Regions from separate parts of the Ovis aries genome. Here region 2 is linked to region 1. A link is a contact called in public Hi-C data. All regions are on one chromosome and are shown on one strand. The core of a region is the stretch at or near the end of the contact, and the rest is flanking DNA. Distances in the headings are between cores, read along the strand shown. Region 1 overlaps LOC121818990 (a long non-coding RNA gene). Region 2 overlaps PTPA (protein phosphatase 2 phosphatase activator).

Region 1 (7,729 bases), core at 3,030-5,529:
CCTCATAGTATATGCTTATTTCTCAAACCATTTTTGCTTTTGTTTGTTTTTTGGGGGGGGGCGGTTGGCCACACTGTGTAGCATGTGAGATCTTAGTTCCTGGATCAGGGATTGAACCAGTGCCCCCTGCATTGGGAGCATGGAGTCCCAACCACTTGGACCACCAGGGAAGTACTCACTTTTGAAATAGGAACTATTATTCTTCCCATTCTACAAAATGAGTAGACTGGAGCACAGAGGGTTCAGAGACTTAGGCTCACAGCAGACCCAGCAAGCAACAGACCCAGACTGAAGCTGGGCAGTTGAGTTCCGAAGCTCAACCACCTCCCTCCTTCCAGTACCTTGCTGTGTGCCCCTGGACCAGTGTCTCCACTTCTCTGAGCTGAAGCTTTCCTGCATAGGCAATGTAGGATTGCCAAAGTGGTGATCCCTGAGATCTCTTCCAGCCTGACATCCTAGGGTCTCATGATACTTCCTGGGATGTTCCCCTGGTGCTCTGCCCTTAGGTGAGCACCTGCTCTCGGCCCCGCCTCCTCAGGTCTCAGCCCCGCCTCCTCAGTTCTCAGCCCCACCTCCTCAAGACTTTCTGTGGAGGTCCTGCAATTGGTGCCCAAGGACTTGAATGGATGGCAAACAGTTGGGTGTGAGTTAGGCAAGGTGGATGGGGGTGGTCAGTACTTAGAAGCTGTGGCTGATCTTCTTTTTTTAATCAGTGAGTCACAGGAGGCAGGGCCCATGGCTCACCCAACCCACTTGACCCCGTGGTTCTAGAACTCATCTAAATTTGAAACATTCCACCTCAGACAGATAGGAGCCCAGAGTACCCAGACGGATACCAATCATCTCGCCATCACAGCCAGCTGGTGCTGGGGCTCCTCTCAAAGGGACCGCTCATACCCTCCCAAAGCTGAGCTGCTAGGGACTGGGGTTCAGGCAGAAGTGGGAGGCCAGTGGTTCAGGGGGCCTGAGCAGTCACGTCCAGGGGCCACTTGGAATAGAGCCCAGCTAGAGTCTCCGTGCGAGAGAGGACACTTCACCATATCTCAGGGTTTTGTCACAAGAGTTCTGAGGGATATGCACCCATTTTTCCAGAGGAGGACACAACATGAAGAGTCGGAGAGGGACGGGACTTGCCCAAAGTCACACAGCCAGGAGGAAGAGTCTGGAGTTTGCTCTTAATCACTCTGCCTCAGGCGAAGGTGTTCAAAACGTGTTCCTAGACAGAATGAAGGTTGTCTAGTCAAAGCTGTGGTTTTTCCAGTGGTCATGTATGAATGTGAGAGTTGGACTATAAAGAAAGCTGAGCACCCAAGAACTGATGCATCTGAACTGTGGTGTTGGAGAAGGCTCTTGAGAGTCCCTTGGACTGCAAGGAGATCCAACCAGTCCATCCTAAAGGAAATTAGTCCTGAATATTCATTGGAAGGACTGACGTTGAAGCTGAAACTCCAATACTTTGGCCACCTGATGTGAAGAACTGACTCACTGGCAAAGACCCTGATGCTGGGAAAGATCGAAGACTGGAGGAGAAGGGGATGACAGAGGATGAGATGGTTGGATGGCATCACTGACTCAATGGACACAAGTTTGAGTAAGCTCCGGGAGTTGGTGATGGACAGGGAGGCCTGGCATGCTGCGGACCATGGGGTCACAAAGAGTCGGACATGACTGAGCGACTGAACTAACTAACTGGACAGAATGAGTGAAGGTTCTGGAAGAAACTCTGGGGCACAAACATAGGTCCCTATAAGGGAGTGTTTATAGGCGTGTGAGTGTCCTGTCTTTACCATCCCAGCCTCCATCCTTTCCTGCTTTTCTTGTGCTGCCTTATTTGTTCACTCCTTAGACTCTAAGCTCCACCAGGGCAGCAGTGGATTCTTTCTTCACCATGTGCCCAGCATGTAATTCCATGCCAGGGACACAGAGGTGTCAGCAACTCCCCTATGAAGGAAAACTCAGAGAGCAGCAGGCGACCGATCCACGCCCCTTTCCATGTGGCCTGGCCAGTCCCCTCCTGGCCCTGGCCTCTGTTTCTCCCTCTCTGAATAAGGGGTGTTGTGTGCCACGCCGAGTCTGAGCTCAGGTGAGCTGCCGGGCTCCTGCTGGGCCAGGGAAGGGGCCCTAACACCCAAGGGGCAGTGACCGAGAGGGTGGACACTGAGGTTCATCTTTCCCATCTCCCATAAACGCATCTACCTTGATGAAAGCAGGTCCCTCAGGGCTTTCTCCATACCTGCCTGTTTCCCCTCATTCACCTGATTCTGGTCACTCGCCAAAATCAGTCCTTCTCTAGAAGTTTCTCTCATCAGGGTCAGGCAACCACGGTGGCACTCTGCTGGATGGCAGGAGGGGATCTGAGGCTCCAGCCCAGTTTCCCTGTCCCCCGTTCCATCTCCCTCCCCTGCTCCGTGGAGGTCACAAGTCTTCCTCCTTGCAAGGCAGCCCCCCCAGACAGACAATGCCTGCTGCTTGTCAAGAACCCCAAGACAACCCCACTCCAGGGCTTAGTGCAAAGTGCCCCAGGGTCTCAGTTTGCAGGAAGGGCATGACCAGGACACTCAGTTGGGGAGTGGGCTCACCTCAAGGATGAGTTGCACCGACCAAAGCTCAGTTCATTCACAAACTCAGCCCAGCAGGAACCTGGCAGCCCTGAAATGACATCCACTGGGACACATCTGAGTTTCTGCAAGACACTTTCAGTGTCATTTTACAGATGAGAAAGTTGAAACTCCCAAAAGAAGTGACCTCAAGGTTCTGGTGCTGTTCAAGCCACCAAATACTCCTGAGGCCCTGGAGGGTTGATGGGGGGTGGGAGGGGTTGGGACAGCCACACCTGGGAGTGTGACTGTTCAAAACCCAGGTGCCTGTGACCTGCAGGTGAGAAGGCAAGGCCTGGAGTGGCTCTAGTGGGAGTGTGGACAGCTCCTGGCACAAATAGGGGCGGGTATTCATTTGCAAGGACCTCGATGGAGTGGGACTGGGACAGTGTTGGACATGGGGGGAACTTCCCTCATGGTCCAGTGCTTAAGATTCCACATTTCCAACGCAGAGGCATAAGTTCGATCCCTGGTTAGGGAACTAAGATCTCACATGCTCCATGGCTTGGCCGAAAAACAAATGTTGCCCAAGGGAAGGGATCAAGGGTTGAGCAAGAATTGGTCCAAGGCCTGGACTGTGCTGGAATGGAGGAGAAGGGGATGGGTCCCTGTCCTCACTGGAGTGGGGGAGGGTAAATACCATGGGGAGGAGGCAAGATTAGAGGCTGTAGGAGCCCTTGGGAGGGGCACCACTGTGTAAGGTGTGTGTGAACATGTGTGCGTTTGTTGTATGGTCAAGGCATGTAAGGTGTGCACACTGAATGGTCCAGGTGATGTGTGCGGGTGTGTGTCTGCGGTCTATGGCATGTAGAGTGTGTAAATGTACAAGAGTGTGTGTGTATGTGTGAGCCTTTGTGTCTGTGATCTGTGTAATGGAGTGTGCTTGCGCCTGTGTGCAGTCTGGTCTGTGTAATGTGTGTGTGTGTGTGTGTGTGTGTGTGTATGTGTGTGTGTTATGGGGCGGTGGTAACTAGGACAACTCCCCAGGGGAAGAGCTAAGGAGAGATGGTGGAGAAGATGTTAACCAGAAACGGGGGAGAGGAGAGAGGGGGTGTTCCTGGCAGAGGAAGGGAAGAGCACGTACAAAGGCCTCTAGGCAAGAAGAGGCGCCCCCAGCTCTGGAGCACTTGAAAGAGTCTTAGTGAAGCTGGGTGGGGGGCGGGAAGGGAGAGGCAAGGATGCGGGGTGAATCTTTCTCTGATGCTTGAGGGGGTGTGTGTGGGCAGGAGTAGGGTGTGGGTCAGGAGGGCTCAGCCACATGGACACACACAGGCCCACAGGAGGGGCAGGCCTGGACCCAGGGGAGACACTGGGTGGCACTGGGGGTGCATGTGGGGAACAGCCTGAGCTACAACCACTCATCTGAGAAGCTGTGTGGTCTGGAATCCCAGACCTAATCCCTGCTCAGCCCCAGAGAGAAGCAGCCAGAAGGGTCTTTGTTTCCATCTATCCACTGGGCCCTGAGGTTACAGGCCAAAGACCCAAGCAAGAGCCTAAGAGTGGCCATGTTTTTGGCACAGTCTCCGTACGTCTCTGACGCAGTGGGCATTTGCTGACAAGCCTTCCCAGCACCCAGGAGGCCGAGGAGGCGGAAGGTGGCAGCTCTGGCACAGGGCTCAGCTGTCAGTACCTGACTTGAGGGCGCAGAGCAAGGCGTGGGGGACAAGGGGCCGAGAGCCAGCGATTTGAACCGAGGTCATCAGACTCCAAAACGGCCCACTCACTGGATATGGTGCTAACAGCTGCCCAATAGCCTTCACACTGCATAGTCTTTTCTTATTGGAGCCTTTTATTATTTCTGACTTGATTTTCAGCCCTGCTTTTAGAGATGAGAAAACTGGTCTGGACTCACCCCCCCCCCCCCACCCTCTACCGTGGGCCTGCTCCAGAACACGCCCCTCCACCCACCTTGTTGGGTCTGCCCCGCTCAGCAGATGCCCCAATGGGTCCTCAGCCCTAGGTCGTTAAGAGCGTGTGGCAAGACAGAAGGGACTTGGGCCCAGAAACCCAGCTCTCCTGCCCATGTGCTGTGTGACTTTGGACGAGTCCCTTCCCATCTCTGGGCCTGGGGTCACCCAGCAGCACAACTCACTTACTGAGTCTGGGAAGATTCGTGGAGCACCTGCTAAGTGGCAGGTGAGGACACGGGACGTTCAGAAAGCCTAAAGGACTTGCCCAAGGTCAAGGCGATTTGAGACTGGAACCCCAGAGTGTGCCCTACCGGCGCCCCAGCCGACTCCACAGCCCCCAGGAGCGCCGCCGCCACCCCTGCGGCCCGCAGCGTGGGGTACAGGGGCCCCACGCGGTTCCGGACCGTGTCAGCCTGAAGTCAGGCCGGGGCCCCGCGGGGCTCAGCTCTGCACAAACAGACGGCGCGGGCCGGGCCGGAGGCGGCGATGACTCAGGGCCCCGAGACGGCCGGGAAGCGGAAAGTTTTGTGCCGATGACATCACCGGGCCGCGAGGGCGGGAGGGGGCCGGCTCCGGGAAACGGGGGCCTGGCGGGCGGCCCGGCCTGGGGCAGGGCGCGGGTGGGAACGCGCGGCCGCCACGCTCGGCCGGGCCGAAACAGATCCCAGACCCCGGCCCCGGCCCCCTTCTCCCCCCACCCTCCCTCCCGGCCCCAGAGCCTGAGCGCCCGCGAGGAGCGGGTTCCACCCCGCCTGCGAAGACGCCGCGCTCCCCAGCGCTCCGGAGGCACCGCATCCATCCTGCCGCGTCCCTGCATTTTAATTACCGCCATATTAATATTCATGAGCCGGGACTCAGGGGGACCGCGGGCTGTCATTTCCCTCGCCCGCGCACCCCCCGCACCCCTCTTCCCCGGTGGAGTCGCGGGTTTTCTCCCTCCCGCTCCCAGCCCCGCCCGCGCCAACTGTCGGTGCCCAGCCTATGTGGGGTGTGTGTGAGGGAGCGTGAGTGAGTGTGAGCTGGTGTGAGTGCCCTGGGCAAGGGTGAGGGTCGGGAGGGAAGGGCCGGGACACACGGCGGGGGGGGGCGGGGGGGGCTGAGTGTGAGGGTGGGTTGCGCTTGCAGGGTGTGAGAGTGTGTCTGCTTGTGTGAACGTGTGTACCTGTGGGAGCAGGGGCCTGTGTGCACATGCCTAACCCTGTGTGTGTGCCTTTGCGTGTGCACGCGTGTGCCCAGGCAGGTCCATGCATCCCCGGGCAGTCCCAGGGGCTGTTTGCCAGTCAGAGGGGGAAGGCAGCTGTGCGCGAGGTCTGACCTCGGGCAGGGAGAGGGGGTCACAGGATCTGACTGTATAAGTGGGGAAACAGGCCTGGAGAGAGGCTGGGGCTGGTGCAAAGTCACCCCTGGAAGTGGGTGGCCTGGCAAACCAGTGCCTCGGGGGCTCCATCAGGCCCCTTAGCACACCAGAACAGGCGTTGGTCTAGCTAGGGACACATTTGAGTCCACAGACCCAGCTTTAATGACCACCGTGGAATTGTGTGTGGGGGTCCCCGCTGGGGATTCTGGGGGTACCTGAAAGTTCCTCAGTGCTGTGAATACCCAGGGATCAGAGAGTGCTTCACCAGAGACAGAGCGGCTTCACCATGGTGCTCCTGGTCCCCATCCCTTGCCTCCTGGTCCTTTGAAGCCTGCCTGCACACCCGCCTCTCCCAGGCTCACAGAACCCAAGCAGTCTTGCCTCACAGTGGAGCAGGCAGACAAACGTCAGGTCCTCCTCCTTGGGCCTGGGATCAGGAAGTCACTCAGTCATCCATCCAACCAATGTGCAGGAGCCCACTGTGTGCCAGTTACTGTTCTCAGCACTGGGGATTCTGAGTTTAGGAAGAACCCACACCACTCTGCTCCCAATGCTGCTTGTCTCCACCCCAGGGTGGGGGTCTCTGGGCTCTCAGGGGAGGCTTTTGTCTCTCTGTGCACATGCTCACTGGGCGTAGGCGTCTAGGGCTCCTGTGCACAGAACATAATCCTCCACCCCCAGCCTTGCCACAGAGGCCCAGTTGCACACACACTGGGAAGGCCTGGCTATCGTCTTGGGCTAGTGGAGAGCCAGCCAGACACTGCTAGACAGTCTGGATCTTTGCTTCCCTCTCCTTCTGGAACTTGTCTTTCTCCTGGCCTCTAAGCCAACTAGTCACAGGGGTGGCCCATCCATCTTTTCCTGGGTGAGCCAAGGACTTCCTCCTTCTCACGTCCACTCTGCCCCAGTCCTGCCCTTCTGAGCACCCAGAACAAGCTGACTGTACCCTCCCTTCTGCCCAGGCAGGGCTGGGTTGGAACTCATGTCCCAGCCACGTCCCCTGAGCTTTCCCTCCCCACTCTTGGGGAGCTCTGTGGGAACACAGATCAGGGGACAGGAGGTACAGTTTGGGACTCTCTGGGAAGGAAGTCAGGGTTTTGCTGGGCTCCACCAGTCAAGTAGGAGTTCGCCTGGTAAATGGCGGGGAGAAGGAGGAGGAAAGGCATCCCAGGCAGAGAATGGCTTGGGGGGGGTGACTGTAGCCCCTCTTCTAGAAACCAGAGCGGGCCAAAGGCAAGAGATCTGAGGAGACAGGAGGGGTGGACTTTCTCCTGAAGAGCCCAAGGCAGGACAGCCTAGTGGTCAGGACTCTCGGGTGAGCCCATCCTGGGTGAGAATCCCACTCCACCTGCACTGTGAAGCTTGGGCAAGACACTGAGCCCCTTTTCCGCATCTGTCCATTGGGAAGAGCAATACTTTTTTCTCCTTTTTCTGCTGGATTCTATTCAGATTAAGAGACACTTGTCCCTAAAACACCCAGCACAGTGCCCGGTGCTCCTACAGGGGACAGTCTGTCCTCAAGGACAGAAGGAGGCCCCTGGGATAACTGTCCCCATTTAGCCCAGAAGGGGATTTAAGGCTCAGCCTGTGTCCCACAAGGGGGAGGAGTTTGGTAAGGACAGTCTTCTGGGGCAAGCAGGGACAGGCTGAAGCTGTCAATCAGGGGAGGCTCAGGCTCCAGGTCAGAGGAGGGTCTCCAGGTCCCACAGCCTCGGCTCCACTTGTCTCTGAGAAGATGCTGCCAGATCGCCCATAACTCAAAATGCCGGAAAGCCGGGAGTCAAGAGAGGTGGCCTGGGTCCACCAATCCTGGCTCAGTCCTGCTGCAGCCTCCCACGTCTGTGCCTCCCAGCTCTCCTCTCTCC
Region 2 (7,729 bases), core at 1,603-4,102, 310 kb after region 1:
ACGAGCAGAGGGGGCAGGAGAGAGGGCAGCCGCCTCCCGGCAGGGGGAGCTCCAGAGGCCCATACTTCTCCCTGCTGCTCTGACTGGAGAGCAGGGAGGACCCCAGGAGCGATTATTAAAAATGCAGCCCCGGGCCTCCCCCCAACACCTCCTACCTGCCCAGCCATCAGACACACCAAAGTGGGAGAAACAGCACTTTGGATGACGTCTCCAAAGGATAGAGCCTTTTCCCAAGCCTGTTTCCTTTTTTGCGTCCCCACAGGACACAGAGCTGAGAAGCGCCTCCAGGCATTTGACAAGTAGGAACAGAGACCCGGGGGCAGCAGGATCTGGCCTCCGTCACAGGGCTTTTCCGGCTGCCCATCCATGAACAGAGATTCACAGGCCTCAGGTGTGAGAGGGGGCTGGCCCACAACTCAGAGCTGGACCAAGAGCAGAACAGTGGCGGGGGGCGGGGGGAGAGGGCGCCCAGAACCGAGAGCGCCAGCCAGTCCCCACTCACCTCAGCCTTATACATGCGGATGAGACCCTGGTTCACTTTGGACCAGGAGGGGACCGCGCTGATGTTCCACAGCTGGTTGGAGTGCTCTGCAAAGGGGCCTGTCTTCATCTGGAAAAGAAGAGTTCACAAGCTGGAGAGGTGGGCCCTGGAGCCTACCCCCTGCTCCCCTGCAGCAAGGCTGCTCCAGCACACACATGTGTACACCCACGCAACATGGAAGCACAAACACACACATGCACACAAACACACATGGCCATGTATACAGACACACGCGCACACACTCTCACGAAGACCAGGTGGCAGCATGCACCTATGGGGTGGCAGTCGTGCAGGCAGGCGCACGAGTGCATGTGCCCATGCGCACGCATACACACACGTGCCAGAGACAGGGTCCCTCTAGGCCTGCCACAGGCAGAGCTGGAAGAGCCTAGGGAAGGGTTGGTTTGGGAGAGGGCCTGGACCAAGCCCAAGCACCCGACTGCCTTCTTCATGGGAGGCGGAGGTAGGAAGGAAAAGAGGGGAAAAACACGGTCACCTGCAGCAGATGCGGGAGGAAGGTCTTTAGAAGGCCAGTCTCACCTGGCAGCCGAATGGAGAAGGGACGGCAACCCCAGCAGCAAGGGACAGGCAGGAGCAAGGACCGTACGGTCCCAGTCCCTCCTCTTGGAAGAAATCCTGCAGCAGGCCCAATGGAGCCCCCATGATCTCAGAAACCAGCGCTGAGATGAGGAAGCGCATGCGTCTGAGTGCACCCCTCAGACAGCACAAGGCCAGCACGTCCATATTTATTAACAGGTAGTTCACGATCCCCTCCACACTGCCCCCTCCCCGGCTGATGCTGGGGTACGGGGCTCAGCACCCTGAGCGCAGGCTTCAAAAGAAAGAGTCTGAAAAGCAGAGGCTGAGCTGGCGAGAAAGCTGACTTGGACCTCGAGTAGGTGGAAGGTTCCAGAAGAGGCTGTGTGTGGAGGCAGGGCTGGTAGAGAGCTGTTCCAGGGGGAAGGGACGGGGTCCCTCAGCCCCCTCTCCGTACTGGGGCATGAGTGCGGGCCCCATGAGCACAAAGCCCTCACCCATGGCTGTGGACTCACTCTCTCACTCCCCCAGGGAGGGCAACTCTTACAAAACTGCAAGATCAAAGCTGAAAACGCTGCCATTTTACCCCTGTCATCTCCCTCCCCTGGCCCAAGTCCCCCCAAAAAACCTGTCTCAACCCCCCGGTTCAGTAGCATGGACAATGGGCTCCTTCCCTGAGCAGTGAGGCCACGGCCCAAGGTCCCCACTGGGCTTCTCCTGGGCTGGTCCCTTCACCCAGACTTCCCCCTCCTCTCTCTAAGATTCCTTCCTGCAGGAAGGCAGCCAGGAGCCCCCAGCCTGCAGGTGCTGGCCCTCGCCCTCAGCCCTCAGAGCTTGTTCCGGAGCCCCACTCCATCAGACTCCACCCCCATCCTCCCCTCGCCCCGCCCCTTCCCCAGGCGCCCTGCCCCACAGGAGGAGTGCCAGGCTCCAGCCCTCTCTTGCATACTTCCAGGCCCTGAGAAGCTCAGGGATCACTGGAGCTATAGAACCAGTCTCACTCTGGACTGAGCCCTGTGAGAAACCACCCAGGAGGCACCCTGCTGGCCTGTCACAGCTGCAGCTCCACGAGTCTGCTCAGCAACGGCTCTTAGGCCAAGGCTAGCAAGGGGGCGTCGGCCAGCCTTCCCCACTAGGGGCACAGGATGGCAAGCCGAAAGGCCTCTCTGGCACCCTGGCAGAGCCAGGGGGAGGCCTGAGCCCCGAGGCCCCAGAGGCCCTGGCCCCCTCCCTGGAAAGGCCAAAGATGCTTTCTCTAGAGGGGCTGGCCCACCCCCACCCTTCAGTCCTTTGGAAGGAGCCTCTGTAACTCTGGAAAGGAAAACAGATGAGGAGAAAAAGGAAAGGGGTCGAGAAGACAAAAAAAAAAAAAAAATTAGCTCATTCTAGCCACAAAGGGAGAAGAGAAAGCTAGAAGGAGCAAGCGAGCTGCAGTCCCGCAGTGACCCCAGGGGAATTGTGAGTCAGAGCAGCCATATTGAGCAGGAAATTACTCACAGACGCTGCGTTCCTGCCTCTTCACTCCCAAGAGAATCGGCCTTTTGTAAATGGTTCCTCTGTCAGTAACTGAGGGGGGATGGGGTGGGGGGGAGGCTCTGCACAGCGCTTTCCTGTCAGCTCCTTCCCTTCCAGCTGAAATCTGATCCCTCCCTTCCCAAAACTCCAAATTTAGAAGCCAGATTGAAACTGAAATTCTTTTCCTGCCTGCCCTGGGCTCTTAAAGGCGCCAGGGCTGCATTTCCTGAGGTGGAGAAGCCTGCCCCACGACGGCCTTGTGCGGGAGGCCCAGGGCCACCAGGGCAGGTCCCAGGCTGGCCCAGTCTCCTTTCCGACTCGTCTGTTCAGTCTCCCAGCTGCGCCAGCCCTAGCGAATCCCTGGTTTTGCAGCGGCAACACTGCCCCCGCCCCCGGCCACAGCACGCAGGCCACGGCACACAGAGCTCCTTGCAACCGTCAGTCAGGGCCTCCCTCACCACCACCGAGGGGCTGCGAAAGCCCTGTCTGGGTGCTGAGCCCAGACTCTGGAGAACTAGCTCAATGTGTGCCTTCAACAGGAACCGCACCAGCCGGCTCAGGGCTGGCCAAATAGGTGAGTCCCTGCCAGCACTCTGAGCTCTGCGGCATGCCCCTACTAGCGTCCAGCGCCGCCCACCACGCCCAAGCACCAGATCCAGGGGGAGAACCAGGCCTTGAACAGAGCGTGCGGAACAACCTAGAACTCGAGGGCGTGCAGCCTCCTCCCGGTTCACGCCTCTACCTCAACTGTTATCAAAACCTCCACTAAGTTCAGTGTCTCTTTAGCACCACCTAGCGGAGATGGAGAAGCTCTATACAGTCAACAAAAACAAGACCAGGAGCTGACTGTGGCTCAGATCATGAACTCCTTATTACCAAATCCAGACTCAAATTGAAGAAAGTAGGGAAAACCACTAGATCATTCAGGTATGACCTAAATCAGATCCCTTATGAATATACAGTGGAAGTGAGAAACAGATTTAAGGGACTAAATCTGATAGAGTGCCTGATGAACTATGGATGGAGGTTCGTGTCGTTGTACATGAGACAGGGATGAAGACCATCCCCATGGAAAAGAAATGCAAAAAAGCAAAATGGCTGCCTGAGGAGGCCTTACAAATAGCTTTGAAAAGAAGAGAAGCAAAAAGCAAAGGAGAAAAGTAAAGATATAAGCATCTGAATGCAGAGTTCCAAAGAATAGCAAGAAGAGATAAGAAAGCCTTCCTCAACAATCAATGCAAAGAAATAGAGGAAAACAACAGAATGGGAAAGACTAGAGATCTCTTCAAGAAAATTAGAGATACCAAGGGAACATTTCATGCAAAGATGGGCTCGATAAAGGACAGAAATGGTATGGACCTAACGTAAGCAGAAGACATTAAGAAGAGGTGGCAGGAATACACAGAAGAACTGTACAAAAAAGATCGTCACAACCAAGATAATCACGATGGTGTGATCACTCACCTAGAGCCAGACATCCTGGAATGTGAAGTCAAGTGGGCCTTAGAAAGCATCACTATGAACAAAGCTAGTGGAGGTGATGGAATTCCAGTTGAGCTCTTTCAAATCCTGAAAGATGATGCTGTGAAAGTGCTGCACTCAATATGCCAGCAAATTTGGAAAACTCAGCAGTGGCCACAGGACTGGAAAAGGTCAGTTTTCATTCCAATCCCAAAGAAAGGCAATGCCAAAGAATGCTCAAACTACCGCACAATTGCACTCATCTCACATGCTAGTAAAGTAATGCTCAAAATTCTCCAAGCCAGGCTTCAGCAATACGTGAACCGTGAACTTCCTGATGTTCAAGCTCGTTTTAGAAAAGGCAGAGGAACCAGAGATCAAATTGCCAACATCTGCTGGATCACTGAAAAAGCAAGAGAGTTCCAGAAAAACATCTCTTTCTGCTTTATTGACTATGCCAAAGCCTTTGACTGTGTGGATCACAATAAACTGTGGAAAATTCTGAAAGAGATGGGAATACCAGACCACCTGACCCGCCTCTTGAGAAACCTATATGCAGGTCAGGAAGAAACAGTTAGAACTGGACATGGAGCAACAGACTGGTTCCAAATAGAAAAAGGAGTACGTCAAGGCTGTATATTGTCACCCTGCTTCTTTAACTTATATGCAGAGTACATCATGAGAAACGCTGGGCTGGAAAAAGCACAAGCTGAAATCAAGATTGCTGGGAGAAATATCAATAACCTCAGATATGCAGATGACACCACCCTTATGGCAGAAAGTGAAGAGGAAGTAAAAAGCCTCTTGGTGAAAGTGAAAGTGGAGAATGGAAAAGTTGGCTTAAACCTCAACATTCAGAAAACGAAGATCATGGCATCCGGTCCCATCACTTCATGGGAAATAAGTGGGGAAACAGTAGAAACAGTGTCAGGCTTTATTTTGGGGGGATCCAAAATCATTGCAGATGGTGACTGCAGCCATGAAATTAAAAGACGCTTACTCCTTGGAAGAAAAGTTATGACCAACCTAGATAGCATATTCAAAAGCAGAGACATTACTTTGCCAACAAAGGTCCGTCTAGTCAAGGCTATGGTTTTTCCAGTAGTCATGTATGGATGTGAGAGTTGGACTGTGAAGAAAGCTGAGCGCCGAAGAATTGATGCTTTTGAACTGTGGTGTTGGAGAAGACTCTTGAGAGTCCCTTGGACTGCAAGAAGATCCAACCAGTCCATTCTAAAGGAGATCAACCCTGGGATTTCTTTGGAAGGAATGATGCTGAAGCTGAAACTCCAATACTTTGGCCACCTCATGCGAACAGTTGACTCATTGGAGAAGACTCTGATGCTGGGAGGGATTGGGGGCAGGAGGAGAAGTGGACGACTGAGGATGAGATGGCTGGATGGCATCACGGACTCGATGGACTTGAGTCTGAGTGAACTCCGGGAGCTGCTGATGGACAGGGAGGCCTGGCGTGCTGCGATTCACGGGGTTGCAAAGAGTCGGACGCGACTGAGCGACTGAACTGAACTGAGCGGCCACTGTAGGATTTCCTCTAGCAGAAGACCTGCGTCCCAAATTTTGGGAATGTTTTGGGTTTTTATACGTACCGAGCATAACCAAACAAATAAACAAAAATACATTTTAACGTGGAGTCAATTCCCATATTCTCTGAGGCCCAGCCTGGTCTTCTGCCTCATTAGATACTGACAGAGGCCCTGGGGCTTGGCCAGCCACCTGAGGAAGCCTAACTGGCTTAGCCTCTTAGAGGGGTCTGCGAAGCCACCCCTTCTCCCCACCCAGCCCCAGGTGTCTCCGGGCTCTGCAGACCCTCCCGACCTAGTCTGGAGACAGCAGCACGTGATTGGCTCTCAAGGCAGCCAGCCAGGCTGCCCTGGAGTCCTTCTGACCTTGGGCTGCCTACAGTGCTGAAGGCAGCAGATCTCAGAGAATGAAGCGGCGGCCACTCAGCCGTCAGAACAGGCTTCATCTGCTGACTTGGAAAAACGTGTCGTTCCCCTCTGGCCTCTGGAGTCGGGCAGAGGCCTGAGCCGAATGCTGACCAGGAGAGCCTGCAGCTACAGCTGTTTAACTGGGCGGCCCCTCCTCAGGGGACAGAATGGGCAGCAGAGAGAGCAGCCCCCACAGGGAGGGGGGATCCACGAGAATGCCAGGGAGGTCTCTGGGGCCAGGGGGAATGCTTGTAGGCATCAGGAAAAAGAATGCGGGCAGGACCTCTGCAGGAGGCAGAGCCAGGGTCCCCCTTGGAAGTGTGTGGGGGTCAGGCACTAGGCAGGGAAGCTAACTAAGATCATGGCATCTGATCTCATCACTTCATGGGAAATAGATGGGAAACAGTAGAAACAGTATCAGACTTTATTTTGGGGGGATCCAAAATCACTGCAGATGGTGACTGCAGCCATGAAATTAAAAGACGCTTACTCCTTGGAAGAAAAGTTATGACCAACCTAGATAGCATATTCAAAAGCAGAGACATTACTTTGCTGACTAAGGTCCGTCTAGTCAAGGCTATGGTTTTTCCTGTGGTCATGTATGGATGTGAGAGTTGGACTGTGAAGAAAGCTGAGCGCCGAAGAATTGATGCGTTTGAACTGTGGTGTTGGAGAAGACTCTTGAGAGTCCCTTGGACTGCAAGAAGATCCAACCAGTCCATTCTGAAGGAAATCAACCCTGGGATTTCTTTGGAAGGAATGATGCTGAAGCTGAAACTCCAATACTTTGGCCACCTCATGCGAACAGTTGACTCATTGGAGAAGACTCTGATGCTGGGAGGGATTGGGGGCAGGAGGAGAAGGGGACGACCGAGGATGATGGCTGGATGGCATCACGGACTTGATGGACGTGAGTCTGAGTGAACTCTGGGAGTTGGTGATGGACAGGGAGCCCTGGCGTGCTGCGATTCATGGGGTTGCAAAGAGTTGGACACGACTGAGAGACTGAACTAAACTGACTGAACTGAGAGGCCCCCAAAGCAGTGGGTCCCCACCTTTAATGCACAGTCACCTTGCACATGTCCTGTGTTTAAATTCAGGGTCCTAGCGTGTGTCCCCCAAGATTCGGATTCAGAAAGCTGAGGTGGGGCCCAAGACCATGCATTTTAACAAGCTCCCCAGGTGACCCTGAGGAAGTGGTCCAAGGCCACATTGTGGGAGATCCTACTTTAGCAGGATAACCACACACACCTAAATGATCCCTGCAGGGTGGCCTGAGGGTCCAGGCCTACTAACTTTCACTTCCAGCACTTCATGTGGCCCCTGTCCTCAGACACCAACAGAGGTGTGTCCCTTCAACAGAAATCTGTCTGGCTGTCCACTCCAGTCTCTCCAACTCCTACAAAGGCTCCATCACACACATTCACACACAAGTAGCTCTACAGATGCCGGGGGGCCCACTCAAGAGATGCTGACATCCACCCACCCTTCAGACCTGCTTTATCAGTCACCAAGTCCACCTAATGACCAGGTCTTAATCTGTGAGCTCCAGCAGAAACTGATCTAGGGGAGGAGATCCTGGACAGCCAGAAGGTGGCTTCGCCTGTCAGAGGGGCCTAGCTGGGCTTCCTCTTCAATAACCTGCTTCAGGGGTGGCCCCGCCCCCTTCAGACAGCAGCTCTGGCTCCTCAGGCCCTTTTGGCCCGGAGGCTGCCGGGGGCCCCTT

Evidence for each region. A called contact is a pair of places that touch in the nucleus more often than the background predicts.
Region 2: a Hi-C map of hypothalamus shows a contact between it and region 1, with 2.4 times the contacts expected there. The contact joins two enhancer-like sites. A contact is called at or near these places in 3 of 16 Hi-C or Micro-C datasets (hypothalamus, omental adipose tissue and tail adipose tissue).

What each region holds. Positions count from the first base shown.
Region 1 is chr3:7,006,357-7,014,085 of ARS-UI_Ramb_v3.0, forward strand. It overlaps LOC121818990 (a long non-coding RNA gene), which reads right to left. Exons shown (of 3, transcript XR_009599737.1): 3 at 5,993-7,729. Among named protein-coding and RNA genes, the nearest start is that of C3H9orf50, 110 kb to the left of the region's middle. Within about 2 kb of position 4,280, at least 45 of the 54 cell types and tissues checked have an H3K27ac peak or open chromatin away from gene starts, as enhancers often do. A contact at or near this core is called in hypothalamus and tail adipose tissue, where this site is marked.
Region 2 is chr3:7,319,714-7,327,442 of ARS-UI_Ramb_v3.0, forward strand. It overlaps PTPA (protein phosphatase 2 phosphatase activator), which reads right to left. Exons shown (of 10, transcript XM_027966316.3): 9 at 503-610. Among named protein-coding and RNA genes, the nearest start is that of PTPA, 25 kb to the right of the region's middle. Within about 2 kb of position 2,853, at least 52 of the 54 cell types and tissues checked have an H3K27ac peak or open chromatin away from gene starts, as enhancers often do. A contact at or near this core is called in hypothalamus and tail adipose tissue, where this site is marked.